Regions from separate parts of the Mus musculus genome. Here regions 2, 3 and 4 are each linked to region 1. The links are chromatin contacts, called in public ChIA-PET maps. All regions are on one chromosome and are shown on one strand. The core of a region is the stretch at or near the end of the contact, and the rest is flanking DNA. Distances in the headings are between cores, read along the strand shown.

The links. ChIA-PET counts read pairs in DNA pulled down with a chosen protein or histone mark.
Region 2: a contact with region 1 is called in an RNA polymerase II ChIA-PET map of memory CD8 T cells, with 31 read pairs. The contact joins two enhancer-like sites. A contact is called at or near these places in 3 of 484 Hi-C or Micro-C datasets (the G1E-ER4 cell line, bone marrow-derived macrophages and trophoblast stem cells), 3 of 115 datasets of contacts at active chromatin or transcription factors (effector CD8 T cells, large pre-B cells and memory CD8 T cells) and 1 of 9 other capture datasets (adipose tissue).
Region 3: an RNA polymerase II ChIA-PET map of memory CD8 T cells shows a contact between it and region 1, with 18 read pairs. The contact joins two enhancer-like sites. A contact is called at or near these places in 2 of 115 datasets of contacts at active chromatin or transcription factors (large pre-B cells and memory CD8 T cells) and 1 of 9 other capture datasets (adipose tissue).
Region 4: a contact with region 1 is called in an RNA polymerase II ChIA-PET map of memory CD8 T cells, with 13 read pairs. The contact joins two enhancer-like sites. A contact is called at or near these places in 1 of 115 datasets of contacts at active chromatin or transcription factors (memory CD8 T cells) and 1 of 9 other capture datasets (liver).

Annotation. Positions count from the first base shown.
Region 1 is chr12:85,300,950-85,307,266 of GRCm38.p6, forward strand. It overlaps Nek9 (NIMA (never in mitosis gene a)-related expressed kinase 9), which reads right to left. Exons shown (of 22, transcript NM_145138.2): 19 at 5,188-5,417; 20 at 4,514-4,675; 21 at 2,518-2,724; 22 at 1-977. The coding sequence ends at 855. Among named protein-coding and RNA genes, the nearest start is that of Zc2hc1c, 16 kb to the left of the region's middle. Within about 2 kb of position 4,017, at least 106 of the 459 cell types and tissues checked have an H3K27ac peak or open chromatin away from gene starts, as enhancers often do. A contact at or near this core is called in adipose tissue and memory CD8 T cells, where this site is marked.
Region 2 is chr12:85,658,893-85,666,029 of GRCm38.p6, forward strand. It overlaps the pseudogene Gm33312. Among named protein-coding and RNA genes, the nearest start is that of Batf, 24 kb to the right of the region's middle. Within about 2 kb of position 2,194, at least 40 of the 459 cell types and tissues checked have an H3K27ac peak or open chromatin away from gene starts, as enhancers often do. A contact at or near this core is called in memory CD8 T cells, where this site is marked.
Region 3 is chr12:85,703,029-85,709,442 of GRCm38.p6, forward strand. Batf (basic leucine zipper transcription factor, ATF-like) reads left to right here. Exons shown (of 3, transcript NM_016767.2): 3 at 5,515-6,059. The coding sequence ends at 5,724. Among named protein-coding and RNA genes, the nearest start is that of Batf, 20 kb to the left of the region's middle. Within about 2 kb of position 2,658, at least 326 of the 459 cell types and tissues checked have an H3K27ac peak or open chromatin away from gene starts, as enhancers often do. A contact at or near this core is called in adipose tissue and memory CD8 T cells, where this site is marked.
Region 4 is chr12:85,620,476-85,627,216 of GRCm38.p6, forward strand. The region is part of intron 2 of Jdp2 (Jun dimerization protein 2); the gene reads left to right. Among named protein-coding and RNA genes, the nearest start is that of Jdp2, 24 kb to the left of the region's middle. Within about 2 kb of position 4,401, at least 91 of the 459 cell types and tissues checked have an H3K27ac peak or open chromatin away from gene starts, as enhancers often do. A contact at or near this core is called in memory CD8 T cells, where this site is marked.

The DNA of each region.
Region 1 (6,317 bases), core at 2,767-5,266:
AGAGGTACAGAGAAACCTCCAAAGGGCAGTATCACTGAGGTCCTCCCAGATAGCAAGGCAAGGCACTGTAGGAAGGGTTACCTCCCCCTTGACTTTCCCCCACAGCTCGACATACTCCCCGAGGAGGGTGTAGACATCTTGTGTCTTGGAGGGAGGCACCCCCACCCTGTACTGACTGTAGCCCCAGAGTCCGGCCGTCGTGATGAGGGCCTGCCCTTTCTCTGCTCCTCACTGAAGCTTCAAACATCCACGGTGAAAGCAACCTGAGCTTTCTCATGATCACCCAGCTGCACGAAGTAACTGAACTTCCTGAAAATAAGCTCTAGACTGACGCTACCACTAAGTTTTCTTGGACTCCAGGCTTCTGAGAGGGCATGAATACTTTCCACTCTCTGGAGGACCCTGGGCAGCCCACTCCATTTTTATATTTTCCTTCATCCATCCAGATGTGCAATGCCTGGTGCTTAAATCCCAAAGCAGCTTCCAATTAGTGATGAGAATGATAAACAGAAAATGAGCTGCTACCAGTGCAGTTAAGGTGAGTGCTGTGTCTCCTCTTCAAAGGTGGGCTCAGAAGATGAGGTACAGAGCTGCTGTTGCTATGGCAACACTGATGACAAAGCCAGGTCCACAGGACCCTTCCATTCTCCCACACAGTAAAATCACTCCTAGATCCTATCTAAAAGGCAATGCCACTCTCCAAATGAACAAGGAAAGTGCTTTTGAGCCTCCTTCTGCCCTGCACTCTGTGTCTGCAAGTGAGCAAAGCCAGGAAAGCTGCTCTCTGCACTCAGTAAGTGTGCGGTGAAGTTCTTTGGGTCCCAGTTTCCTGAGGGCTATGTGGGCTCAGGAGACTAGAGGCTGGGTCGACAAGAGTCTGTTCCGAGGAGGCACCAGGACTCCGAGTCTAAGTCAGGCTTTGGATCCATTTCCATTTCTTCCTTTGCTGTCTGGGTTCCTCTGGAGTGCATCCCCACCTGTGCAGACAAAGCAGTTCCACATTAGCTACAGTGCCTGGCCACGGCACCAGGCTGCTTTCAATAGCGTCTGACCTCTCAGGGTTTGCTGTCAGTCTACGGAAGGCTTGGCGGCACTGCCTTGGAAACAGGCTCTATCTTTACACTTAGGCAGTAGAGCAACAGCTGCTCTGGTTTGTCCAGCTCTACAGCATTTGGGGGATGTAGTATGAAAAGTGAACTGGCTGGGGGTCTCAGTGCACACTTTTGATTCCAGCACCCAGGAGGCAGAAGCATGAAGGAGGATTGTCTCCATGAGTCTGAAGGCACCCTGGTCTTATACTGAGTTCTAGACAAACCAGGGCTACCAAGTGAGAGCCTGTCTCATAAACAAAAATAAAAACCAACCAACCAACCAACCAAGCCACTCCACCAGTCCTGGATAAAATAATCTTGGTGTGTGGGTGCTACAGCTGCCAATATAACCTTCTGAAGTGTTTCTCAGACATTGTTTCTCCTAATCTTCAAAACAACCTTACACAGTAGGTTGTAGTCACAAAGTAAGAAGTCCAAACTCACGTTAGGGGTGAAAGGCAGAGCCAAGGAATGACTCTTCCCTCCCTTCTAGCTGAACTGAGATAAAGGGATACCCAGAAGCATCATATGCAGAATGCTTTTCCCAAGCTATTAACCTGAACCCAGGAAAGCAGGAATTCTACTTTCTAGTTTTCAGAAAGAGCACGTGTGTGCTCATGCCACTGAGTGCAGGCAGAAGGACATCTGCTGGGAGGGAGGGAACTCTTCCCCACCACTGTGGGCTCTGGGGACTGAACTCAGACTGTCAGGTTTATATGGCAAGTGCTTTTCTTAGCTGAGCCTTAAGCTGAGCCCCAACCTTAAGCCATTTTTTAGAATCTACTTTAAAATGGTTCATCAAGGGCTAGGGATGTAGTTCAGTATCAAGCATTTGCCTACCATGTGTAAGATATTGGATTCAATCCCCAGTATTGCACAAATATACAAATAAAATGGTTAGAATAAGAATGTACTCAGGTAGTAGTGGTGCACGCCTTTAATTCCAGCACTCAGGAGGCAGAGGCAGGAGGATCTCCCAAGTTCAAGCCCAGACTGGTCTACTCAGAGAGTTCCAGGAAGGCCAGAAACACAGAAAACCCTGTCTCAAAACAAAACAAAACAAACCATCCAACCAAAAAAAAAAAAAAAAAAAAAAAAAAGAATGTATACATACCTACCAAAAGAAGTAATTTGTTATTACTATTACTGAGCCTATATGGTAGGCATATGGGTGTTTGTTATAATGTTTAAACATTTTCACAATAAAAATAGAAAAGCCAAACAATTAGTAACAAAAAAAACCAATAGAAGTTAGGTGTTATAATAAGCTAGATAGGTCCAAGGGCTCCTGGAATCAAGTTCAAAGTCCCATCATTGAGAGACAGGGAGTCACAAAGAGCTAAGTCTACTTTTACTTTGCAGCTTGTTTCTGTGACCTTTCAAAGCAGATTTAGAATTCAATTACTCTTTTAATGGATGTTCTCACCTGCTGGCCTCCTTCCAATTTCTTGTTGAGCTTTTGTAGTTGGGTAAACATCTGGAGGTTTTCTTGCTGGAGCTTCTGCTGTTCTTCCAGACACTTTAACACCAGAGCCTGCAACCTGTCAACCTCCACCTGCAGAGCACTGCACGCACAAGCAGCAGAGGTCAGGGCTTTCCCAACACACGGCACTGCAGGATCCAGCCGAGGGGGCTAGGGACAAGGAGGAGATAATGCACAGGATCTGCCATGGCTCCCCAGTACAAACAGTTTCCGTTAACCAGCAAGATAATACAAAAATACGCAAAAACAGGTGCAAATGAAGGAAAAAAAAAAAAAGCCTGGATTCCAGTGGCACTTGGTACTAACAGGACAGTGTTTAGTGCTGCTGCAGAATCATCTATTTGGGAGGATTTTACAAAACTCTTACTTTCTTGGTTTTTGTTTTTGTTTTTTGAGACAGGGTTTCTCTGTATAGCCCTGGCTGTCCTGGAACTCACTCTGTAGACCAGGCTGGCCATGAACTCAGAAATCCACCTGCCTCTGCCTCCCGAGTGCTGGGATTAAAGGCATGTGCCACCATGCCCGGCAATTCTTACTTTAATATGTTCTACTTTAAAGTGCTGAAGTGCTGAAGTGAAGTTCTGATCAAGTGAGTGAGGTTCATAAAATGTAGTTGGTCACACTGTGTCAGAGATTCGAGAAGAGTTTGTGAAGAACACTGACAAGACAATTTAAGAAGGCCAACCCAGGAGGGGAAAGGTTTACTCTCAGGTTTTAAGGGCTTTGTTGCCACTCTCCTGGGAAGGCTTTCAGTTATTCTAGTTGGGATTTTTCTCCCATATACACTTTTAAAATTAGCAGGTCAGAGCCAGGTGTGGAATGCACACTTTCATCCCAGCACTTGGGAGGCAGAGGCCGACGAATCTCTGTGAGTCTGAGGCCAGCCTTGTGTACAGAGTGAGTTCCAGGGAAGCCAGAGTCACACAGAGAAACCCTGCCTCAAAAGCAAAATAATAATTAAATAAAAATGAGATGAATAGCAGGTTAGCAAATGCTAGCTGGGGACTCATCCATTCTGTATCACAGGCTGAACACCGCTAGCCTGAAAAGCCTACTTGCTCCTAAGTCCAACACTGTGTGAGCACTGACACGATACCATGAGGGAAATATCACACCTAAGCTCCTGAGATAGACGGCCTGCAGTCCAGAATAGGTATATTAAAATATGACACAAAATAACCTCCAACCACAAAATGGCCTTTAAGCTATGTTTACACAGCATTATGTATATACAGATATTCCAAAATACACCAAAATGTGAGATTGAAAGACTTCTGGGTCCCACTCATCTGGGCAAGAGACACTCAATCTGCATCTGTGACTGCTTTGTGCTATGACGTCAGAGCTGTAGCTGCAAAGGGTTAAACAGCCCACAAAGTCATGTGACGATGCCGTGGCTTCTCTAGATCTGTGGTGCCCTCTGGTTTAGAACTGATTTACAGTTTCACTTCTACCCAGGCTGGCTGTATGCTGTTCTTTCAGCAGACTCCAGGCATTGCTTCTTACATACAGCTCAGCTAACACTCATGGTGCCATTAAAACTGAGTTTGGAGCCTAGGAACGTGGCTATCTGTGAAGAGTTTGCTTAGCATGTAGAGAACCCTGGGCTGGACCCCACACTGCATAACTGGGTGTGTGGCACATGTCTATATCATCATCTGGGAGGGAGATAGAGGCAGGAGTAACAGAGGTTAAAGGTCATCCTCCATCCTTGGCTGGGCTACAGAACCTGCCCCATAAAGAAACAAACCGTCACAACAAAAAGACCATTTGGAAATTCATGGTTCAGCTTAGTACTCCTGAGGAAGAAAGGAAGAAATGACCCTCTTGTGCTGGAAGGCAGAGCGGCAACTGCCAGGACAGTGCAGCACTGGCCCCGAAAGTGAGAGGACATGATGAAGCCAGGAGAGCCCAGGCACAAACAGCCACTGTCAGTTACCCAGGCTCCTGCTGCACGCTGGGGCTCCGGAGGAACTTCAGATGCGACCTTGAGTCCCTGCAGCTCTTCATAGGGCAGCGTGTCCTTCTCAGACTGTGAAAACGCCGCACTTAAGGGAGCGGGGCTGTCAGGCATGGGAATGAACTCTGCGTTTTCCAGCTCCTAGGCAGACAAGAAAGAATCTCACCAGTTTGGCTGCAGCAAGTTCCTTTCTCCCACGGTCTTTGTAGCTTTCACTTTCACGCTGCTGTGACAGCAGCGCCCTCTAGTGGTACAGAATGGTGGCTGACCACATATATTGCCTAACCTGGAACCAAACTTCAGCGATGCTAGCTCAAGTTCAGCAAGTTGTATCTGGTTCATTTCCCAACACAATTCTACACACACTGTCTGCTGGTCAGGAAGCTTGACGGCAAGGCACTGAGGCCTCCTTCCAGGCTGCCTTTAGTCCCAGCACTTGGGAAACAGAGACAAGTGGAACTCTTTGAGTTCTAAGCCTGCCAGGACTACAAACTGAGACCCCGTTTTAAAACAAAACACAGATGTCTTCACGGGTGGGAAAGTGAAGCCTTGACTCCTGTCTCAATTAGTAGGGCACTAGAAACTGAGACCTTGGCAGCCCTCACTAGCTCCTGTCACAGGCTTATCTGAAGCATCTGTTCTGAGGGCATTACCTTCCGAAGCCAGCCAGGACAGGAGCTGCTAGCCCCACAGCTGTTTCCCACGGCCTCCGTGGGACTGATTAAGCCTTCCATCCCACGGTCTGCTTCCATTGTTCCTCGGAAGCCTCCGCTTGGATCTGGAGTTTCAGATTCCTGTTGACTGTCTTCCTCTTCACCCCCGCCGCCGCCGCCACCACCACCACCACCACCAATGCCACCTCCTGGGCTGGAGCTCTGAACCACTGGTAGATGTGTAGCATAGGAAAGAAAGAGCTTCGTTAGGCCACAGAGATTTAGCATCTGACACCTCATTCACCCCCACAGAAGGTCCTAGAATTGCACAAAGTGGAACGTTCAAACAAATATTTGAGACTAAATTGTTTTTACATAGATAGCATTTGAATTTGTAAAAATTATTCTAAAAAGATTTTTTAAAAAAAATTTTATGGGTATGGGTGGTTTCAGCTGCATGTATGTCTGGTACCATGCACATGCATTGCCCTTGGAGGCCAGAAGAAGGTGTCAGATCCTCTGCAACTGGAGTTACAGATGGTTGTCAGCAGTCATTTGAGTGCTAGGAACCAAACCCCAGTTCTCTGTAAAAGCAACAGGCACTCTTAACTGCTGGATTGTTTTTCCAGCTCCACAGTATTTTTAAGTTATCACATTGATTTATTATGTGTGTGGATGTGGGCATGTGTGTATACACTGTACTGTAAAGGTTAATTCTCTTTTTCTATCACGTGAGTCCCAGGACTGAACTCAAATTGTCATGATGGCAGTATAAGCCTTTCATCATGAGCCATCTTATGGGCCTACATTTTTTCTTCCTCTTCTCTCTCTCTTCTCTCTCTCTCTCTCTCTCTCTCTCTCTCTCTCTCTCTCTCTCTCTCTCTCTCCTTATTTTGGCTTTTTGAGACAAAGTTTCTTTGTGTAGCCCTAGCTGTACTGGGACTTGCTCTGAAGATCCGGCTGGCCTCTGGAACTCAGAAATCCGCCTGCCTCTGCCTTCCAAGTGCTGGGATCAAAGGTGTGCGCCACCAACACCCAGTTTACAAATTTTAATTCTTGAGACAGGAAGGATCCTCATGCCACCCAGGCTGGCCTTGAACCTCTGACCTTACTACTGCACTTATTTCTAC
Region 2 (7,137 bases), core at 944-3,443, 360 kb after region 1:
ACAGCCTAGCCTGGCCTCACCCTTCCAGAGATCCTCCTGCCTCAGCCTTCTGACTGCTGAGATTATAGGCATGTAGCATCGTGTGCAACCTGATGATACGTGTACATCAAAGGTCGAGAGAGGTCATCTTCCTGGCCCAAGATGCTGAGCCTGTCAGGGACAGAGAAGGAGTTCAGTCAAGGCCGGGGTCCTGAACTTCTGCCCACTGTCTGGCTACTTGAGCAGGAAAGGTTGAATGAAGTCAGGTTGTCGGGGAAGGAAGGGTGACTGCGTACAACAGTTGTGACAGCTTGGGCTCCTGCCTGCTGCCAGCCACCTGGGGGAGCCTGACTTTGAGGATCACTCCTCTGCTGCTGTCTGGGGTCCCTTGGCTGCCTCTTCCCCTCTGCCTTGTCTCCCCCACCTGCACCCCATCACCCTAACTTGGCTAGGTTGTAGGTTGGGGATCTCCATCTTTATGTGATTGCAAGCCATCTAAGAGGGCAGAGATGACAAGCCATGCAGTTATCCTTTGGGCATGGATAGGGTGGAGAGGCAGACCGGGAAGCTTGCCCAGTTGCCATGGAGACAATGATAAGCCCCCAAAGAGAAGATAGTGACATGTGTTCTAGCTTACAAAGCACTTCCTTCAATGTTCTTTGTTCCTTAACTCTTTATTCAAGGCAAAGCTGCTGATGTCATTGCATCACAGACTGGGGCAATAGTTCACGTGGTAGAGGGCATCTTGCATGAAGCTGTGGGTTTGGTTTGCCAGCATTGCATAAATTGGACATGGTGGAGCATGCCTGTGGTTCCAGCACTTTTGTAAAACACAGGGTTGTTTTTTTGTTTTGTTTTGTTTTGTTTTTTCGAGGCAGGGTTTCTCTGTATAGCCCTGGCTGTCCTGGAACTCACTTTGTAGACCAGGCTGGCCTCGAACTCAGAAATCCGCCTGCCTCTGCCTTTTCCTAGCTCTGTTCACTGAAGGAATTTAAGGATATCCTCAGCTACATTGTGAGTTCCAAGACAGCTTGGGTTTCATAGGACCATGCCACAAAACAAAACAATATATTATGTGTCATGGGACTGTGGTAGTTCCTGGTGATCTTCCCATCTGTGGCCCTAAAGGCTATCATCTTTCTTGGCTTCCTTCCTCTTGCTCCCACTGAACTGCATAGTTGATATTTCCTAATTAACTTCTCTGTATCTTTACTTTGACTCCATTTAGACCAGTTCATGTCATTGTCAGGTAGTCACCAGAGAGGACTGCTCCAACACAAATTTAAGTCAATAGAAAGTCTTTATTAGGCTTTTTGGACAGGGATATCGAGAGGCAAGATGTAGCTACTAGTATCCCCCAATTTATATGGTAAATCCACCCGGATTTGCCACCAGAAGATTTAGATTGAATATGGCTTACAAGATTAGGATTCTAGTTGTTGTGCCTAGCGATTAAGTCACCATTGTTTCTGGGGAAAAAAAAAGAAAAAGAAAAAAGAAAGAAAGAAAGTCTTTATTAGCCAGCCAGTGACAACACTGGGTTTTCGGGATCCCAGTGTAGCCCTGAGCCTTTCTTGGGATGGGCTTTTAAAGCACAAACCCCATGTTTTGGGTTGACATACTTCAGCTAACAAGAGCAGTTCGCCAGAAGTGGAACTACAGAAACTAAAAAGTAAGGTTAGTTACATTCTGAGACTTTCCCAGAGCCGTGGACTTTGATGGGTTAGGCCTTTGTTTTAGTTTTGGCAGGTGATGGTGTGTTCACAATGAGTTTTACAGCCTGAATGGCATTTCCATCATGGAGTCAGTCATGCTAAGGTCTGGTGCCCTGCTACCAGAGAACAGAAAGTCAGGATGTAAGGGCCTGAAATCCAGACAGGCCTCCTTCTGAATCATGTGACAATAAATTCTGTTGGGGCCATGGCACACACCCCCCCCCTCTCCGTGTGAATAAGGCAGCCTGGCTCCTGGATGCAGGTGGTGGGGCCTCTTCACCTGGTACCGGCTCGCTTGTCATTCAAGGTTCCCTTCAGGCGTGGCTGAACTTTCAGTGGGTTTTTGGCTTGAAGCTCACCCAACAGCGAGCCGCTGACTAGAGGAACTTAGCCTTTGCTTGGGGGGTTGGGGGGGGAGGTAAGCAAAGAAGTGGTTTGGAGAGCGAAAGGCTCAGTTTGCCTCTGCCTGGTAGCCCATGTGAAAGGCGCTTGCTTCTGTTTGAGGTGCAGGGTGTCTCCGGATGGGACCAGGAAGTGGTAACTCCTTCAACCTGGCCGCCCGTTCACACCTTCAGTGACTCATTTTGATGAAACTCAACGGAACTCCAAACACCTGCACACACCGTGGAGTATTTTCAGATAGAAAGCTTCCCAGCTCCCTTCTGTACAGACCCCAGGAAACAGACCCACCAGAGGCACCAACAGCCCGAGAGAACACTGTTCCTGACTGCGCACACCTCCTTGCTCCCGTTTCTGCGCTCCTGGATACAGTAAGCACTGGCCTTGAGGGGTCCAAGGCGAGCAAGTAAAACACGCTGGGGTGACTGTTTTATGCACACCCATCAGAGGCACAAAACATATACATACATGGGGATGCATGTGTTGTGTTTTTATAAGCAGATCACTAATTTGCATATTGTGACTGATGTCAGTTTTATAAAATAAAAATTCGAGTTATGTGTGTATCTAAATTTATGTCTCCCTAGATGATAGAATTATAATAGTTTAATTGTTTTGTTTTGTTTTGTTTTTCGAGACAGGGTTTCTCTGTGTAGCCCTAGCTGTCCTGGAACTCACTTTGTAGACCAGGCTGGCCTCAAACTCAGAAATCCACCTGCCTCTGCCTCCCTAGTGCTGGGATTAAAGGCATGCGCCACCACACCCGGCTCATTTCTTTCTTTTATTTTGTAAAGAGTACACTGTAGATATACAGATGGTTGTGAACCTTGTTGGGAATTGAATTTTAGGACCTTTGCTCACTCTGGTCAGCCCTGCTCGCTCTGGCCCAAAGATTTATTTAATATTATACATAAGTACACTGTAGCTGTCTTCAGCCATGCCAGAAGAGGGAGTCATATCTCATTACGGGTGGTTGTGAGCTACCATGTGGTTGCTGGGATTTGAACTCAGGGCCTTCAGAAGAGCAGTCTGCTCTTACCCGCTGAACCATCTCACCAGCCCCCTTCCATTCTTCCTTTCTTCCTTCCTTTTTTTTCCACATTGTTTTCAGACTGCACCTTGTTTAGTAGTCTAGGCTGGCTTCCAATTCCCCAATGATTGAGCTATGGGTATACTCTCTTCACCTACTTTGATTTTTTGTTTGTTTATTTGTTTTTTTGTTTTTTTGAGACAGGGTTTCTCTGTATAGCCCTGGCTGTTCTGGAACTCACTTTGTAGACCAGGCTGGCCTTGAACTCAGAAATCTGCCTGCCTCTGCCTTCAAAGTGCTGGGATCAAAGGCGTGCGTCACCAACGCCCAGCTGATTCACTTATTTCTTATTACAAAACTTTCTGTCTCTTTCCGCCATTTTGGCGCCTATGGAGGCCTGCTGGGAACAGGACTTCTAAAAGCAAGTGTGTCTGGAAGGCTGTGGTGCAAGGCCATTTTTGCTGGCTACAAGCCAGGTCTCCGGAACCAAAGAGAGCACACAGCTCTTCTTAAAATTGAAGGTGTTTATGCCCGAGATGAAACGGAGTTCTACTTAGGCAAGAGATGTGCTTATGTGTATAAAGCAAAGCAAAGCAAAGCAAAGCAAAAACAAAACAAAACAAAACAAAACAAAAAAAACAAAAAACAAAAAAAAACCCAAAAAAACAAACAAACAAACAAAAAACAATACAGTGACCCCTGGAGGCAAACCAAACAAACCCAGAGTGATCTGGGAAAAGTAACTCGGGCCCACGGAAACGGTGGTATGGTTCGTGTCGAATTCCGAAGCAACCTTCCTGCAAAGGCCATTGGACACAGAATCCGTGTGATGCTGTACCCATCCCGGATTTAAACTAATGGAGAGTAAATAAATAAAAGCAAAACAAAAACAAAACAAAACAAAAACCCAAACAACTTTCTGTAATTGACAACGACACTAAGGACCACTCTAAATCCTTGGTCCAGAGGATGCTTCTTGAGCCAGATTGGAGACCCGCTAAGATTCCCTTCTGAGCTGGGGAAAGCCTTGCCTCCTCTAACCAATATCTTTGCTGCCCTCCAGTGGCTATCTGGGGCCGCAGCACGCCTACTGTCTCAAACTGCCTATTTCTTCTATTTCTATTTCTATTTTGTTTCCCAGGAACCCGGTTTCTTAGAACTGGCTTGCTTTTCCGAGTTTGAGGGCCATTTATATTCAGTGAGGTACTCGGGTGTGACCCTTTTCAAGATCCGGTGGAAGTGTCGATCTTGTTAATCTCCAAAAGATCCCAGCTCATTGCAGACCCGAAAGGGCCTGAGTAGTGGCGCTGAGAGCCCACGTTCTCACAGAGGAGCCGCATTTGGTTTTTGTTTAGGGTCCTGACTGCTGAAGTCCACCAAGCACACCTTTCCAAATGCTAAAGGCAGTGTTTCTCCTGAAGTAGGAGGAGGTTTCTGCTTTGGCCTTCCACTCCCAGACGTTTTTGTATCAAGCTAATTGCTCCATCTCTCTGTCCTTCATCTGCCGGGGGGGGGGGGGGGGGGGTTGTCATCATGCCTTCGGGATTTTTTTGTTTCTCTGTATAGCCCTGGCTGTACTGGAACTCACTCTGTAGATCAGGCTGGCCTCGAACTCAGAAATCTGCCTGCCTCTGCCTCCTGAGTGCTGGGATTAAAGGTGTGCACCACCACGCCCAGCATGCCTTCGGGATTTAACACACACACACACACACACACACACACACACACACACACTGTGCCACCCCCAGCCACTAGCAGGGGAGCCGAGTCGCTTTTCCTGTGGCCATGGCTCACAGACCTGTATTGTCCAACCCTGTGGGGGAATCAAGGCTGCAGTCCATCACGCTGCAGCCACAGTCAGAAATCAGAGAGGGGTGGGTGCTGTTCTCAGCTTTTCTTCTCTTTATTCAGCCCAGGACCCCAGCCCATAGAACTGTACCAACCAACCACCTCCGGGAACACAATCTAGATACTGCCGGAGAGGCTAATCTAATCTAGGGCCCAAAGCTTGTCTTGTAGGCAGATCTAGATCCTGTCCAATTGACAATATTAGCCATCTCAGAAGAGATAGCTTATCTTCATTTTGCAACCAAGAAAAGCAAGATTCAGGCAGGCTGAGTTTCCAAAGGCCGCACAGCAGCTGGACAGTAGAGTTTGATTCTGTTTCAGCTCCCAGCAGCCCCATCCTGATGGGGATGGCTCTTATTGATATATTTTAAATGAAAAAGATATTTTTATTCCCCACTCCTACTTGGTTGAAATGAGGGAGATTCCAGTTGCCGCCACAGATAGGCACCACGGAGGTGGCTTTATGCATCTCTCTTTTCATGTCTGCAGTGGTACATAGAGGCACTGTCATTTGGTAGATGGGTGATTTGGGAGGGGGAGTCCAGGCTCTTTCCATCATTGCTTCTGATACAGGCCAGGATTCCCCCTGGTACTTCTGAACTGTTCATGTGGCACTGACTTAAAACTTATTGTGTGGTCACACTTCCCTGGCAAGGAGCCTGGGAGATGAAGGCTTACACTGTGCAGCAGGCTGAGGCCCTGGGGCCTCAGACCAGGTTGCTTTCATGTCTCCTGCAATGGATGGTCTGGCACCCAAACTGACTCTCTAGGTGTGTACTGGGATAGCCCCCACCCTCTTCCTCCCTCTTACGGCAGACTTCTAATGTTTATGCTTGCATCTCTCCCAGGACACCAGGCTCCTGACTGTGGGTCCAAGCTGACTTCTCAGCCTATAAGGTTCCTTCTACAAGCAGGGCTCTGGCAACTGTGGCATGGATAAAGGTGGGCAAGCTGATGGGGGGTAGGGGGCGGAGGAAGCAGTTGATAGTGGTCTCCTAGGCTCCTCCGCCCCCACCACAGTGAGTTTCAGAATCGTGGGACAGCAGCTCTAGGAACAGGGCTAGAAAGCCCTTTGAGGTTGATTTGGAACTTCTGCTCGTTAAGAGTGGAACTGAGACCCTGTGTGTGGTCACAGGTCGTCAGTGCCTCTACACCTGGCCCCCCATGAGAGCCTCATGTAGTTGAATCCCCTCTAGTCTGTTCTGAGCCTATGTCCACTAGTGCCTAGGCTTGAACTCGTGGCCAAACCGATCACCATCGAGATACTAAAACAATGGATGGTATTTATTTGTTTAGAGTTTGTGTATTGTTCAACTCTCAACATCTTTGCAGTAGCTTACATAGGGATTGTGGTAAGAGAAAAAAAAATCTTCAGCAGAAATCCAGGCAAGTCACATGATGTCTCTGACACTCTGATAGACTCTGGGATTAACAAAATAACCAGGGTTTATTCTGGCCCAAGTCTTTACTGGAGACAGTTTTTAGTGTTTCTAAAACATTCTGTTTGTCCTTTCTCTGCCATTGTCATCAGTGAATCTGTCCTATGCTGAGATTAGGAGTGAGGCTGGGACTGAAACCAGCTTACACAGTCTCTCTTGGGGGTTCTGAGCACTCCTCAGGTCTCTGTACCTCACTAGGCTGCTCCCTTTTTCTGGCTACAAACCTGTTCTGGATACAGGGTGGTAACAAAATGGCTGTCCTTTTCCCTTGCCAATCCTAGCCTCACCCTCCTGCCTAGTGACCTTGGTAAAGCACTTCTGGATTCCGTTGGCACTACAAAAACTGTGGCTCCATTTGCTTGCCTGGGACTGGTGCTGTGCCTGGTGTAGGGTGGGGAGAGAGGCTTAGCTCCTGTAGGGCCCCTGTGGAGAGTAAGCCTCATGAAAGGTGAGTTGGGGGCAGGACGGACCACAGTTTTCCCCTAGCCTCTCCCCTTCGTGATAGTGTATGTTGACTATGAGGGCTCTTCAGGTCATCTTTGGGATGGAACAGGATCCTGGAGACAGGAAGGGCTGATTGGTGAGGGCCTGGGCTGAAGAAAACATAGGTCTGTGCCCTTGATGGGGCAGGAACCTGAAGGTGGAGAAGTCTGTAGGCCCAGGAGCAACGGGCCCTAGTAAGATCTGTATTCTAGAAGGGTCCTTATCCCACTGAGGTTAATTCTGT
Region 3 (6,414 bases), core at 1,408-3,907, 400 kb after region 1:
AATGGTGGCAGATGGAGGACCGGTCCTCTCTCTCCTGGGGAGCAAGCCCACCTCTCCATTGGAAACCTTCATCAAGAACTGTGGGCTCCACTTGCCATGTGTACTTGATGTCTGGCACATGGTGGCACCAACTCCAAATGCCATGTGAATTGGAAGGTTACCATGCTAACGATAGTGTGCATTTTCCTTTGGGCAGAAAAAAACTACAGAGGGTATTTCATCCTCTGGAAATGGCTGTTAGAAAATGCAGGAAGGTGGGGCTGGAACTATAGCTTGGCACAGGCTGCTCTTTCAGATGGACTGCAGCACCCACACAATGGTGTGCAACCATCTGTAACTCCAGTTCCAGGGGATCCGACGCCTTCTTCTGGCCTCTACGAGCACCAGGCACATCTGTGGTGTACTGGCATGCAGATACGCACATAAAATTTTTTCAAAGAAAATGCAGGAAAGTCAAAGCACTGGAGAGCTGGCCATGAACAGAGCAGAACAGAGCTGTAAGGCATATGCCTGGGGAGTCCCTGCTGAGCCCCCCGCATGAGCTCAGGCTGGACCCCAGCCAGGCAGTGCCAGCTGCTCCCAGTCTCTCTCCAGCTCAGCTGCCTGGGGCTGAGGGACTAGCCTGGGGATTCCCCTGTCACTCAGGAGCTCTGAGTGACCTCCTCTGCAGCCCCTCCAATTGGGGATTTCCCAGAATGTTCCCACACCTCAACGCCTCCTCCTTAGCCACCCCCAGCTCTTGATAGATAGAAGTGGCATCAGGTGACCCTACAGGTGAGGGAGGATCAGCTCGAGGGAGGGAGGGAAACTGGGAGGTTGGCCAGTGAACTGAGCCTGAGACAATCTAAGCTCACAGGCTCCCAAGGCAGGAGGCAAAGGACGGGTGTTTGTGCTGCAGCCTACAAGCTGTGTGGTCTCCTGACAGGTTGCTTAACTTTTCTGTGCCTCAGTTTCTCCTCTTTTGTAAAAGGGTGTGTTATGCAGTGGTGTTACCAAGATTAAATATGATGATAGCTATAAAATATACAAAAGGGTGGGTGTCATGAGGCATATTCCTTTAACCCCAGCACTCAGGAAGCAGAGGCAGGCTGATTTCTGTGAGCTTATGACCAGCCAGGTCTTCACAGTCAGTTCCAGTCCAGCTAGGCTCCAATAAGACTCTCAAAAAAATAAAATATGTGTGTACCATATATGCACATCTATTTAAATTGTGGTGCCAGACACACCCATAGGCACATGCACAAAAATATCAAAAGGCTTGGGGAGGAGATTACAGGCGCTAGTCTACTAATACATCTAGGTAGCCAATTTGGAATCTGAAATATTGGAAAATTCAAGGGGAAACTGGAGACACCCCCATTCCTGTAGCTGTCGACATTAGCTGCCCAACGGGCACCCCGTGTAGCCTATAACCACCAAATGGCAAGGTTAACCCAGATCTAGTTAGTTAGAACCTGTCACCAACAATACTAGTCCTCCCTGGAGGACCCAATGTCAGGAATAGCAGGCTCCAGCTGAGGATCTTTTTGGACTAGTCATCTTGCCTTCAGGCGAAGCAGCTGGCATCCAATAGGAAAAGAGAGTCCTCCTGGGGCCACGCAGCCAAGACCACCAATGATCACCATGGTCATGGAGCCAGGGCTGGCTCATGTTGAAAGATGACGCTTCAATGGAGTGCTCTTCCAGGGTGGCAGATGGAAGTGGGCGATTCTGTGGCTTCAGGGGCGTGGCCAACTCAGCCCGTGGTATTATGTGATGTTGTGCTGCTATCCCTTGGGAGGGCACTGGGGGCACAGGGGGCTGAGGACTTCTCGTTGCTCCTATAGTCAGACCCTCAATACAGGAGAGGCAGAAAGGAGGAATCCAGTGGGAGCCCAGATCTTCCTGGCTATGGGTCTTTGGATCCAGCATTTGAAGTTTTTGTGCTTCTGAGGAGACACACATGAGGACCACAGCACCTCTCATAACTGCTGCCACCAGCCTGTTTTTAGGGACCCAGGCAGTATGGTTTTGCTCCAGGTCTCAATTGGTTTCCTTGGTAGGATGGCTATACTGACTGCAGCAGCCGTTGTGAGAACCCTGATGGGCCTAACCACATTCTGAAAGGTGAAGAGAGCAGGCTAAGGTGGAGCAGGGAGGGAGGCAGGCTCGCTTGATCTCCACACTGCCTAGTAGAAGGACATTTCCTTCACACACACACCCTCACCCCTCTCCCTCACTGAGTTCCGTCCCTTCTCACACCCGGAAGTTGGGTAGGGGTATAGTCATTGTCTTTGTGGATAAACAGCTGACCCCAACTGTCCCTTTAGCTAGATGAGTCCTCTCCAGAGGCCCTGCTGCCCTCTACAGCTTAGAGGGATGGGGCCCAAAGCAGCCACTTCCTCCTACAAGTCATTCTTTCTCTAGGGAGTGGCCAGTGTCTGCAAGGCTCCGAGCTTACAGACATTCCTCTTGCAAGCAGCCGTCTGGCTTTAAGAGGTAAAGACACACTTTGCCTCATGGTGAGAGGCAGCAGGCAGTGGTTAGTCAGGTCTACCCCAGCGTGGGCTTTGGCATCTGTAGGCCCAGGAGGTGACAGGAGAAGGCCAGCGGGAGCTCCGCAGAGCGCCTGCTAGTGACTTGCCCTGCAGTCACTTCCCGAAAACTAGGCCGGCCTCTAGGCGGGGAGACGATCGGAGCCCGCCCACCCAGTCCGTCCCTCCTTGCTGCCTTGGGGTTTGCCCAGGCTCTTCGGAGCACGGAACTTACAGTAAATGGTGTAACCAGTGGAAACTCTCAGAGGGGGCGAGGAAAGGGCCAGGACTCAGGGCCCCAGTTCCCGTCTTAGCATACCGCTCCACCAGGTTCATTTCGCCCACCTTTCAGTAACGGGGCGCTGCCTTCCTGGTAAAAGGCTGACCTCCCTCTGGGATGTGCCAGAAAACAAAAACCAGCGAAATGCCCAGCTGGCCTCAGCCTGCAGGAACAGCAGCAGCCAGGGATTGAGCATCCAGTTGTCGGCTTCCCTCAGCCCGCTTGAGATGGGGGTTTCCTTTGCACCAGACTAGGGGCCCTGGTTAGCTCAGAGAGCATTCAAAGTGTCGCTGAGGCTCAGCGCCTTCCCATATGACCTTCAAAAGAAATGGAAGCTGTCTTGATGAGCAATGTCAGGGTCCTCTGCTCCTCCACAACTTAAAAGAGAAACCCCGACTGTACTGAGTTTCCGTGATTGGCAGTATAGCTGATAAATCCCATCTCTCCTTAGCCTGCAGCTCACTCCTGCTGGATCATTTAGGGTTAATTTTAAATGTCAAGTTATCGTACATCTGCTAACCACTATACTTTTGAGTCAACATTCTCATGCCAACAATTGATGTTATCAGCCAGTCAGTCCACAAACACTTAAGTTCACTTGGAGCTTAAACGGGCATTTAATACATGCTTAAATAATTAAAGCAGGCTTTAATTATTTGTATCATATTTAATAGGGTTTTTAAACTTGCCCGGGCGTTAAAACGACCTAAGACACCTGTTAAAAGCTCAGATTTCCAGAACTGAGGTGTTGGCTCCGTTGGTAAAGTGCTAACGGAGGACCTGAATTGTGTTCTCAAGCACCCATATAAAAAGTGGGGCGGGGGGAGCACGTGGCTGGAATGTGGGCGATGGCGAGATTGGAGGCAGATCCCTGAAAGCCCGAGGGCCACTGGCAGTTCCAGGTAATGAGACATCCTCTCTCAAACAAAATGTGGACGGTGCCCGTGGGAGTTCTTCTGACCTCCATGTGCGTGTCACACATGCGTGCACCTGCACCCATACATGTGTGCACACACATGGAAAAGAAAAGCCCAGATTCCAGAGTCCAAATTTCTTCCCAAATCCCAGATCTGCAGAAGAGCTGCCTGCAAGCTTCTGGCCTGAAATGAGGTTCCTTTGCCTCTCAGGGGACTTGGGGGAGGCCCCCAGGACTTGGCAAGGTTCTGTTTATTCAGGTCCGGGAACCCCATTATCTGGAGAAGTTGTTGTTTCTCAGCAACTTCTATGCCCCAGTGCTGTGGTGGCTGGTAAATGACGCAGTCCCCACAACACTGGAAGACATTTCTGGACCAAGCGCTTGTTGCCTCTGCACAGAGTACAGGGCTCCTCCTTGTTTGAAGTTTCACCCTCTATGGTTTTAGTTAGCCAATGTCAACTGTGGTCTGAGGATACTGAATGGAAAGTTCCAGAGATAAACAATTCATACGTTTTAAAATAACTCCAGCTATAGTATACTGTCATAAATGTTCCATTCTGTGTTTATTTATTGATAATCGCTTCCTATGTTTAATAAACTTCATCAGAGATTTACAGGTGTAGGGAAGCTCATAGTGTCTTCTGGGTATTGTCCAAGGCTTATGGATGGTTTGGAACAGGATCGCAAAACCCAGGAGGGAGCAGAATAGAATGCCAAGTCCATCGTAGATCCTCAATATTCAGAAAGGCTATAAGCACCCTAGCACCTGAGCAAAGCAGGCAGAGCGCGTGAGGCAACCACAGACACAAGGCACTTGGCGTGTGTTGGGGAGTAAGAGGCACAAACTGCTTTCCTCTACCTGGGGCTGGCCCGACTGCCAACCTAGAGGTGCATACGTGCGTGCGTGTGTGTGTGTGTGCGCACACACACACACACACCACGGCAAGGTTTTCTGAGGTTTGTCCCTACCAAACTTGTATGTGTATTTCATCCCTAGTGAAACAACAGAGTTGAGGGGTGGTGGTGGCCACAAGGGGGGATTGTGTCACTAAAAAGTACTAATGTCTTTCTCAGTTTCTCTTCTATTGTTTTTCTTCCTTCTCTCTTCCCTCCTTTCCTTCCTTTTCAGTGTTGCAGATTGAACCTAGGGCTCCATTGCTTCTTCACACTAGGCATATCTCCCAGCCCTTGAGAATACTCATCCATTTAGAGACAGGGTGACAAGGGACTGTCTCTCTGTATTTCCTTTCTAGCCTGGGCTGGCTTCAAACCCCCAATCCTCCTGCCTCCCCGTGCTTCATGACAGGACTGTGCCACCACTCCCAGCTTGTCTCTCACTAGTGAGGGGATGGGACTGGTTATTGTAAGTGGATTGTTAAAGAGACCCCCTCTCTCTTATACACAAGCTCCTTTTCTAAGCTCCCCACTTGCCCATCCATTTTCCCATCATGCACCCCTCAGCCACCATGTCCTTAAACCTTCAGAACTCTGATCTAAATAAACTACCCAGCCTCCTGGAGTTTTCTTATAGTGACAGGGAAGAGACATCTTAGGTGAAATTGCTATTCCTATTAGTCAAAATAGACAGCAATCAGCAGTTGCCCACGGGTCAACCTTATACTTACGCACACCCACATACAAATCTATGTGTATGTGTATGTGTGCACAGGAATTCTCAGTTGCCCTCTTCATGGCTGTGCTAATAGAAAACTTTAGCTCCCTGTGTACCACCTTTCTGCCATCATGTACCACCAACCTTCCCCCGACCCCCGACGCGAGTCATCATGCCGATTGTCTCTTTACAGGAGAGTGAGGACCTGGAGAAACAGAACGCAGCTCTCCGCAAAGAGATCAAACAGCTCACCGAGGAGCTCAAGTACTTCACATCAGTGCTGAGCAGCCACGAGCCCCTGTGCTCCGTGCTGGCCAGTGGCACCCCCTCGCCCCCCGAGGTGGTATACAGTGCCCATGCCTTCCACCAGCCTCACATCAGCTCGCCACGCTTCCAGCCCTGACCTTCTGGACAAGAAGGGCGATGCTACTCCCGTGATCCCTTGGAGGGGCATGTAAACTGAGGCCGGGCTGCCCTCATACCTCTACCCAGAGGCCCAGTGGCAGAGGCCTGGACAAGTATTGAACACAAGAACTGTAGTGGTCAGAGGGACTTAAGGCCTCCCAGGGAAGTATAGTCAATGTACTGGACTCTCCCAGGGAAGTCGAGCCAATGTACTGGACCCAAAAAATGACAAGTCAACCCTGGACTGTCATGAATGATGCCCAAAATACACAGCACAGAGGGAGGAGGGCAGGGGGTGGATAGTTTTCTAAATAAATATTTTCTAAAAAACCAGCCCTGGAAAGCGGCTTCCCTCACTTCTCCCATCAGCATCGTGCGAACTACTTTCTCTTGATTTGGCACCTGGTTTTCCTTCTTGGCTTCAGGGAGCTCTTCCAGACTCTATGAATTCCACTTAGCTGTCTGCTCCATGTTTTGTTCCCTGTTTGGGAAGCTGGTCTCTTCAAATCATCTTCAACCTCTAGCTATCTCCCTCACACTCCTCCACAGTGTGACACCCCCCCCCCCAGCCGTGCCTCTTGCACGGTGCTTTCTCTAAATGGTGGAGCCAGTCACTCTACAGTTAGAGAAAGGGCTGTATAAGACAGGTCAGGGAAATCTCAGTTTCTCCCACTTGTACACCTTCCTG
Region 4 (6,741 bases), core at 3,151-5,650, 320 kb after region 1:
ATCCATTTTTGGAACTGGGGAGATAGTTCAATCAATAGAGTGCTTGTTGCATAAGCATGGAGACCTGAATCCGATCTCCGGCACCAATTTAAAAGCCAGATGTAGTGGCACAGGCCTCTGATCCCAGGGCTGAGGCGGCAGAGACTGGAGGGTCCTTCCTCAGTGGTCAGCCAGTCTAGACAAGCTTCAGGTTTTGTAAGAGGCTCTGCCTATTAATAAATAGGTAGGTAGGTAGGTAGATAGATAGATGATAGATTAGATAGATAAGGTAATGAGCTATTGAGGACGACACTCAATCTCAACTTCTGGCCTGCACACGTGTGCGCATGTACACACACAAACACACACACAAAGTTTCAACTAGATTATTAACTTTTGAGAAGAAAAGTGTTTTTTCCGTGCCATTTGTTTTCGGTTTCGTTTGCGTTTGGTGGATAATGAGAATCATCTCATCTTTGGAAGTAATTGTCCACTGGGGGAAAAAATAGATTGATGGGCCTAGAGATGGGGAAGCAGACCACCCCCCCTCCTTAAACCATAAGTGTGGACCAAGCCTGAAATAGTCTCATTCCAACAAAAATCTCCGCTCTCCAAGCACTCTTCCTTTATAGGACTCGAGGGCCAGCTCTCCTCTCCCGTATTAGCACTGGTCCCTGTCTGTGCCAAGATGGCTGTTGCTGGGTCTCCTCTGTGCTCTTCCCTGGTAGCCATGTTTGCTCTTTCCCTAACAGTGAATGGGTGTCACCCTGCTCAGCCTGGTTTCGCAGGCTTTGTTCCAAACACAATGCTGTCTTTTCTTAGCCTTGGAAACAGGCTGTTCTGAGTGGCTTTTTTCGAAAATGGCCCTTCCCTCCTGTGTGTGCTGTAAATCAGCCCACGCCTAGCAGCCTTTTGTTTTACAGGTTCTCTCTTGACCCAGAGGAGATTTTTCCCCCCTGTGGGTAGAAGGCCAAGGACATTACTTCTTGGTGAGGGGTAGTGAGAAGATACGTTAGTTTAATGGGTGAGTCTGTGGCACTGGTCTAACAACTCATAAAGGTCTACTAATTTGTAAAAAAAAAAAAATATATATATATATATATATATATATATATATATATATATGCTTCTTCCCAGAAGACAGTAGCCTTCTGCCTGGCCTGCCAGTGTCTTGCCCGGGACCTGGGCATGCTTGCTTCCCACTCTGAGCATGCGGCCTCATGACGCATGGAGATATAGAATTTTAGGGGTTTGTCTGTTCCATAACCTCAGGCTGGGGTTTAGTGTCCAGCCCTGTGTTCCTCTCTACTGTTGCCAGCAGGTACAGGCACCAGCTGTGCCTGGGCACTGGGGAATTCCTGCAGGGCATCTGGTGCCTCCATCAGCACTCCCACAGAGCCTTCTCCCAGGGTTGCCAAGGGGCCCTGAGGGAGCAAGGCCTGGTGCTTGTGTTTGTCATGGTTACATCCTGGTTCTGCAGACAGCAAAGTGCAGTAGCAAAACACTGGAGCAGGAGTCAGGCAGGAATCTCGGGATCTTGTACGAGGGCCATAGGGCTGGTCCCCGTCACTGTAAAGGGGGAGAAAGTTCCCAGGTTCCTGTCTAGATTGAATTTCCTCTCCTTTTAGCAAATGTTGAGCAGTCTACTGGGCACACAAAAAGCCAACAAGACACAGGCTTTGTCTTCATGAAACTCCCAGTGTTGTGGAGAGAGCCTCGGAGGGTAGAAAGCAGCACAGCAGGGCCAAGGGTGAGTTCAGCATTGAATGGGAGCTCTGTGCAGAGGGATGCTTCTCAGCCTGAGGGCTCAGAGTCAAGGAGGACTTCCTGATGGAGATGATATTTCCTGCCCCCCACCCCCCCAACGTAAGCTAGAACATGGGATGGGAAGACCAAAAGGAGGCTCCCAGCAGAGTCCGGCAGGGTCCGGGGACAGATGGTACAGTGGCTTGGACCAAGGTAAGAAACAATTCAAGGTGACACAGAGCAGTCAAGTAGCCGAAGAGGATGAGCCCAGCAATGTCCTTTGAACTTATCCTCTAGGACCCAGTTCCTGTCCCCAAGTGTGAACCTGGAACCAGCCTCAGTTTCCCATCTGTACACTCTAGGAGTAGGTTTAGATGTTTGCCATTTAGTCTGTGAAAATAGAAACGTCTTAAAAGAGATCTAGGGAATGTCGGTGTGCTTCCTGCCATGTGACCATTCCTCCAAAGGACAGAATGAATGAGCCCAAGGAGGATCACAGAGGAGGTCTAGCCCAGTCAGCCACGACAGAGGCAGCCGGCCGGCACAGAATCGGCTAGTTTCCCTGCCTGGAGAGCTACAAGCGACTTTTCCCTCTGCAGACTGTGGTTTGTCCACTGGTAAATGAGACCCTCTCGGGATCCCTTGAGGGTGCTCTTGAAGGTCAGAGAGAAGTGGGAACTCTTGCACTGGCTAAGTGTTTTCATGATCCAAAGAGGCGAGCTGTTGTATAGAGTTGACGGTGGTGATGAGACCCCAGGTGTCTGGTGGCAGACTCCACTGGAGGCCATGCAACCCACAGATTTGTTTGTTTGTTTGGTTTGGTTCAAGTGGTATTCGGTTCAAAGTGGAATTAGTTGGCTGCATTACAGATGGTTGTGAGCCACCATGTGGTTGCTGGGAATTGAACTCAGGACCTCTGGAAGAGCAGTCAGTGCTCTTAACCACTGACTGAGCCATCTCTCCAGCTCGAGGTTTTACTTCTTAAAAAAATTATTTCTTTATTTTTATTTAATGCACATTGGTGTTTTGCTTGCATGTATGTCTGTGTGAGGGTGTCAGGTCCCCTGGAACTGGAGACAGTTTTATTCCCATGTAGGTGCTGGGAATTGAACCCATGTCTTCTAGAGGAGCAGTCAGTGCTCTTAACCACTATACCATCTCTCCATCTCCAAGAGGTTTTACGTTTAAAAATCTTCAGCTAGTCTTGAAAACTTGAAAGATTGGGCAGCATTGAAACTGCTTGGCTGATGCTAATCTGGGCATCCCTCTGCAGACACAGCCCTGTCCAGTCCCTCTCCCTTATTAACCATTAATTAGCCAGCCTAGCTCTTAAAGGTGGCTTCGGTTTGCAGCCCCTGTCTTCAACAGCCATTCATGTGAACTTGCTCATGAGGCCCTGCCCAGAAGCAACAGAGATTCAGCCCTTAGCCACTTGCACTAGATGGACTTGGCTAGGGAAGAAAGGTGGCCAAGGGCAGGTAGTTTTCAGTACTCAACCTTTGGAAGTGCTTTGGAGGGCCAGAGGCTTGGCCCTGGAAGGCTTTAGGGAGACCCTGGGATTTCCTCATCCCTGCAGGAGAGGTGGTCGGCCCAGCCTAGCTGGCCTGGGCTGGCCAAAGTTTCACCTCTGGACTATCCTACTTTGTTGGTAGGGAGCAGGGGAACCCCTGGCTCAGTGCAGCCGGTTTATGTGGGGAATGTCTGGTATGTTTGTCATTTGGGTGTTTACTTTCCAGGGTGCTCACGGTCCCTGGTGTTGAAATGTGGCTTCTCTGTGTTGGAGGGGAGTCTTGTGGGCCTGGCTAGTGGCTCTAGGCCCAGAGCCCAGCAAGGCTCTTCCCCCAACACTGCACCCCTCTCTCTCTTTTCCATGCCAAGGAGGAAGATTGAATGTGCCTCTAGAGCATGTACGGTGTCTTAGTTACCTTGTCACATGCAAAAAAAAGATGCTTGCAGAGCCTTTCCTAAGCTCCAGGCTCTGGGCTGGATGGAGCTGTGTCCTTCCAAACCCACTCTGTGCCATCCCTGTGCACTGAGGAGTCAAGATTCAGAGAGGCCACGTGACTCGCCCAGAAGCCCACAGCCTTTCTAACAGAGCATCTGATCTCCGACCCTGAAGAATGGTACAGCTTGTGCCATGCCCACATGCCCAGGCCTGGCTCTCTCTGTGTGTGCTACCGTCCTAAGACCCTTCAGATTCTAGCAATACTGTTAGCTTCTGCTTTTCACTGTGCCCCTGCCTGCCTGCTCTTAATGTTCCTTTACTGCTTTATCCATGTTACCTTCTGTGAGAGAGTCAGTGTATTTCCTGCACCTTGGGTTAAACGTGCTGTTTTCTTTCTTGTTCTCAAAAAAAAAAAGAGAGAGAGAGAGAGAGAGAGAGTCTCACGTAGCCTAAGCTGACCTTGGCCTAGATACTGTAGCCAGCGATGACTGAATTTCTGATCCCCCTGCCTCCACTTTACAGGTGTGCACCACCACGACCAGTTCATGCAGTGCTGAGGGTGAAGCTGGGGCCCTTCTGCACCATAGGCAAACACTGTCACTGAGTCATAGCCCCAGCCTTCAAGAGACATAATTTTGAAACTGCTTTGGAAATGTCAGATGTCACACGTCAGTCTCATGTGGCCACCGAGGCAAAGTGTGTGGCCCGAGGAACATGATCAAAGGTGAAGACTAAGCTGAAGAGAGCGGGAGGGGCCCTTCCATTAGCTCTGCAGCTCTGCAGCTGTTACCCTTTCCTCTTCACTGTACGGGCAGTGGTTTTTTTGGTTTTTGGGTTTTTTTTTTTTTAATTTAAAAAGACCCAAAGAGGAGAAAGCAGAACGAACATTGCTGTCAGAAGTAGAAGCTTCGGTTGTGACTACATGTTCCCATTGTGAGAGGACATGGCTGAAAAGACTGTGTGTGTGTGACACATGTAGACCATAAGCCTTTCCATAGAGCATAAATGTTTGGGCCCCAGGGGCAAAAGATCTAGATTTGAACCCTGAACTGTCACCGATCATACCAACAGCTTTGTCTATAAAGGGAGAGGTGGTAGAGAGCTGTGCTAGAGAACCCCAAAGATGGAGAAGTAAATATTGTTTGTTTGTTTGTTTGTTGTTTGAGACAAGATCACACTGTGTAGCCCTGGCTGTTCTGGAACTTACTCTGTAGACCAGGCTGGCCTTGAACTCACAGAGATCCTCCTGCCTCTGCCTCCCGAGTGTTGGGATTAAAAGTGTGTGCCATCAACGACTGGCAAGAAGTAACTATTCTTGATTTAATTCATGAATATACATTGAAGGCCCTTTCCTTCCACAGGGTGTTCATCTGGGTGAAGGCAGTAGAGAGAGGGTAAGATATTTATGTAGGTAGAGTAACTATCAATAGATTGATAACCTCAGGGAAAAGTGACCAGAGACAGAAGCATACGTGAGAGAGGTGAGCACAAGTCATCAAAAGCCCCTGGAAGGAAACAGACAGGAAGATGATAAGAAGAAAGGCACTCTCCATTGAGGTGGCAGTGAAATGTAGAGCAAGGAGTCCCAGCAGAAGGGACAGCACTCGGAGAACCTGGGGACAGGGAAGAGCACTGTGCTCTGATGATGAGACAGGAGGCCCCAGTTGCTGAAGTCAAAGGTCAAAAGAAGACAGGCTATGGAAGAGCCGGTCAGAGACGGTTTCCTTCTCCCACTGGGCCCTGTAACAGACAAAGGTCTGTGCTATAGGTAATGGAGGCTGTGGAGGGCTGAAAGCAGAGATGACTGACATTTTAGCCAGGGGAGGCCTCCCGGGAGCCTTTGCGGTGGTGAAGGGCTCAGCTGGGAGGGTCTGATTGGGAGAGGCTGTGGTGATGGTCATCTGATCCTCTGGTGCTTACAGGCAGGATCCCTGCAGACTGTTAAATGGGCTGCCGGGTGGGGTGGGGTGGGATTAAGGTGATTTCAGGTTTGCATTTGGTTGAACAGTCAGGCAGAGGGCAGTACTTACAAAAAGAGCACAACCAGAAGAGAAATGTGTTTGTAGGAAGACTGGCCAAGGGCTCACCATGGCCCTCTGAGCAAACTCCTATACCCACAAGTCCCCCCGGGAATCAGATTACAGACAGATTCCAGTCGGGCAGGTCTGAGGTGGAGTTCAGGAAGGAAGCAGAGGACAGGCAGATGACTGTCCGCAGACCTGCTCTCTGAGACTTAGGGTCCTGGAGCCTCCACCCTTACCACCAGCCTCACAGTGCCTGATGGCAACTGTCCAGAAAGAGTTAACAGTGACGGTGACCCCAGTCCCTACATTGTGTCCTGCCTGACAGCTCTGCGTGGGTCTGTTATTGCGAGTGGGTTTTTGTGGGTGGTGGTGGGCTATAGAACTATGTTTGGGATATTTTTACTCATCCGGTAGATCTGTGTCTACCTTACCTGCTTGTGACCCATCATAGCAAGGAACGTTACCCAGTATCCCTTGGTTTGAGCTTGGCCAGTGGGAAGCACCAATAGGGAGGAAGAATTTTTTTTTTAGTTAAGTTTTAAGGTATTTTTAAGTAAGATTTATTTTGGGGGTGGGTGCAGAATTTCAATCATGCACCCAGTGTGTTTTGACCAAGCTAGCCCCATCCCCTCCACTCTAGCTCCTCTCCTAGCCCCCACAGTGATTTCTTCCCAACCTCAGTGTTTATCGTTTACCAACTGAGTGCACTCAGGGCTGCTGGGATGTGTAAGGAAGGGTGCAGGGCTATCTACTGCAGCAACGGTGTCCTCTCATGGGCCGCATCCTTGAGGTATGCTGACCCTGCTTCTCTGAACAGCCATCAGTGGCTCGTAGCGCCTGCGCTAGGGTGGGACGTGATACCCACCTCCTGTCCCCGAGCTGGCATTTTGTCTGTCTTGAGCTGGCCTGTGCTGTCATGACGGTTGTGAGTTTCTATGCACAGATGCTCAGATGTGTCCTGAGAACAGCTTTGCTGCAGTCATGCTCCATCTCTGGCTCTTCCACACGCTTCACCCTCTTGCACTGTGATCCCGAAGCCAGGGAAGG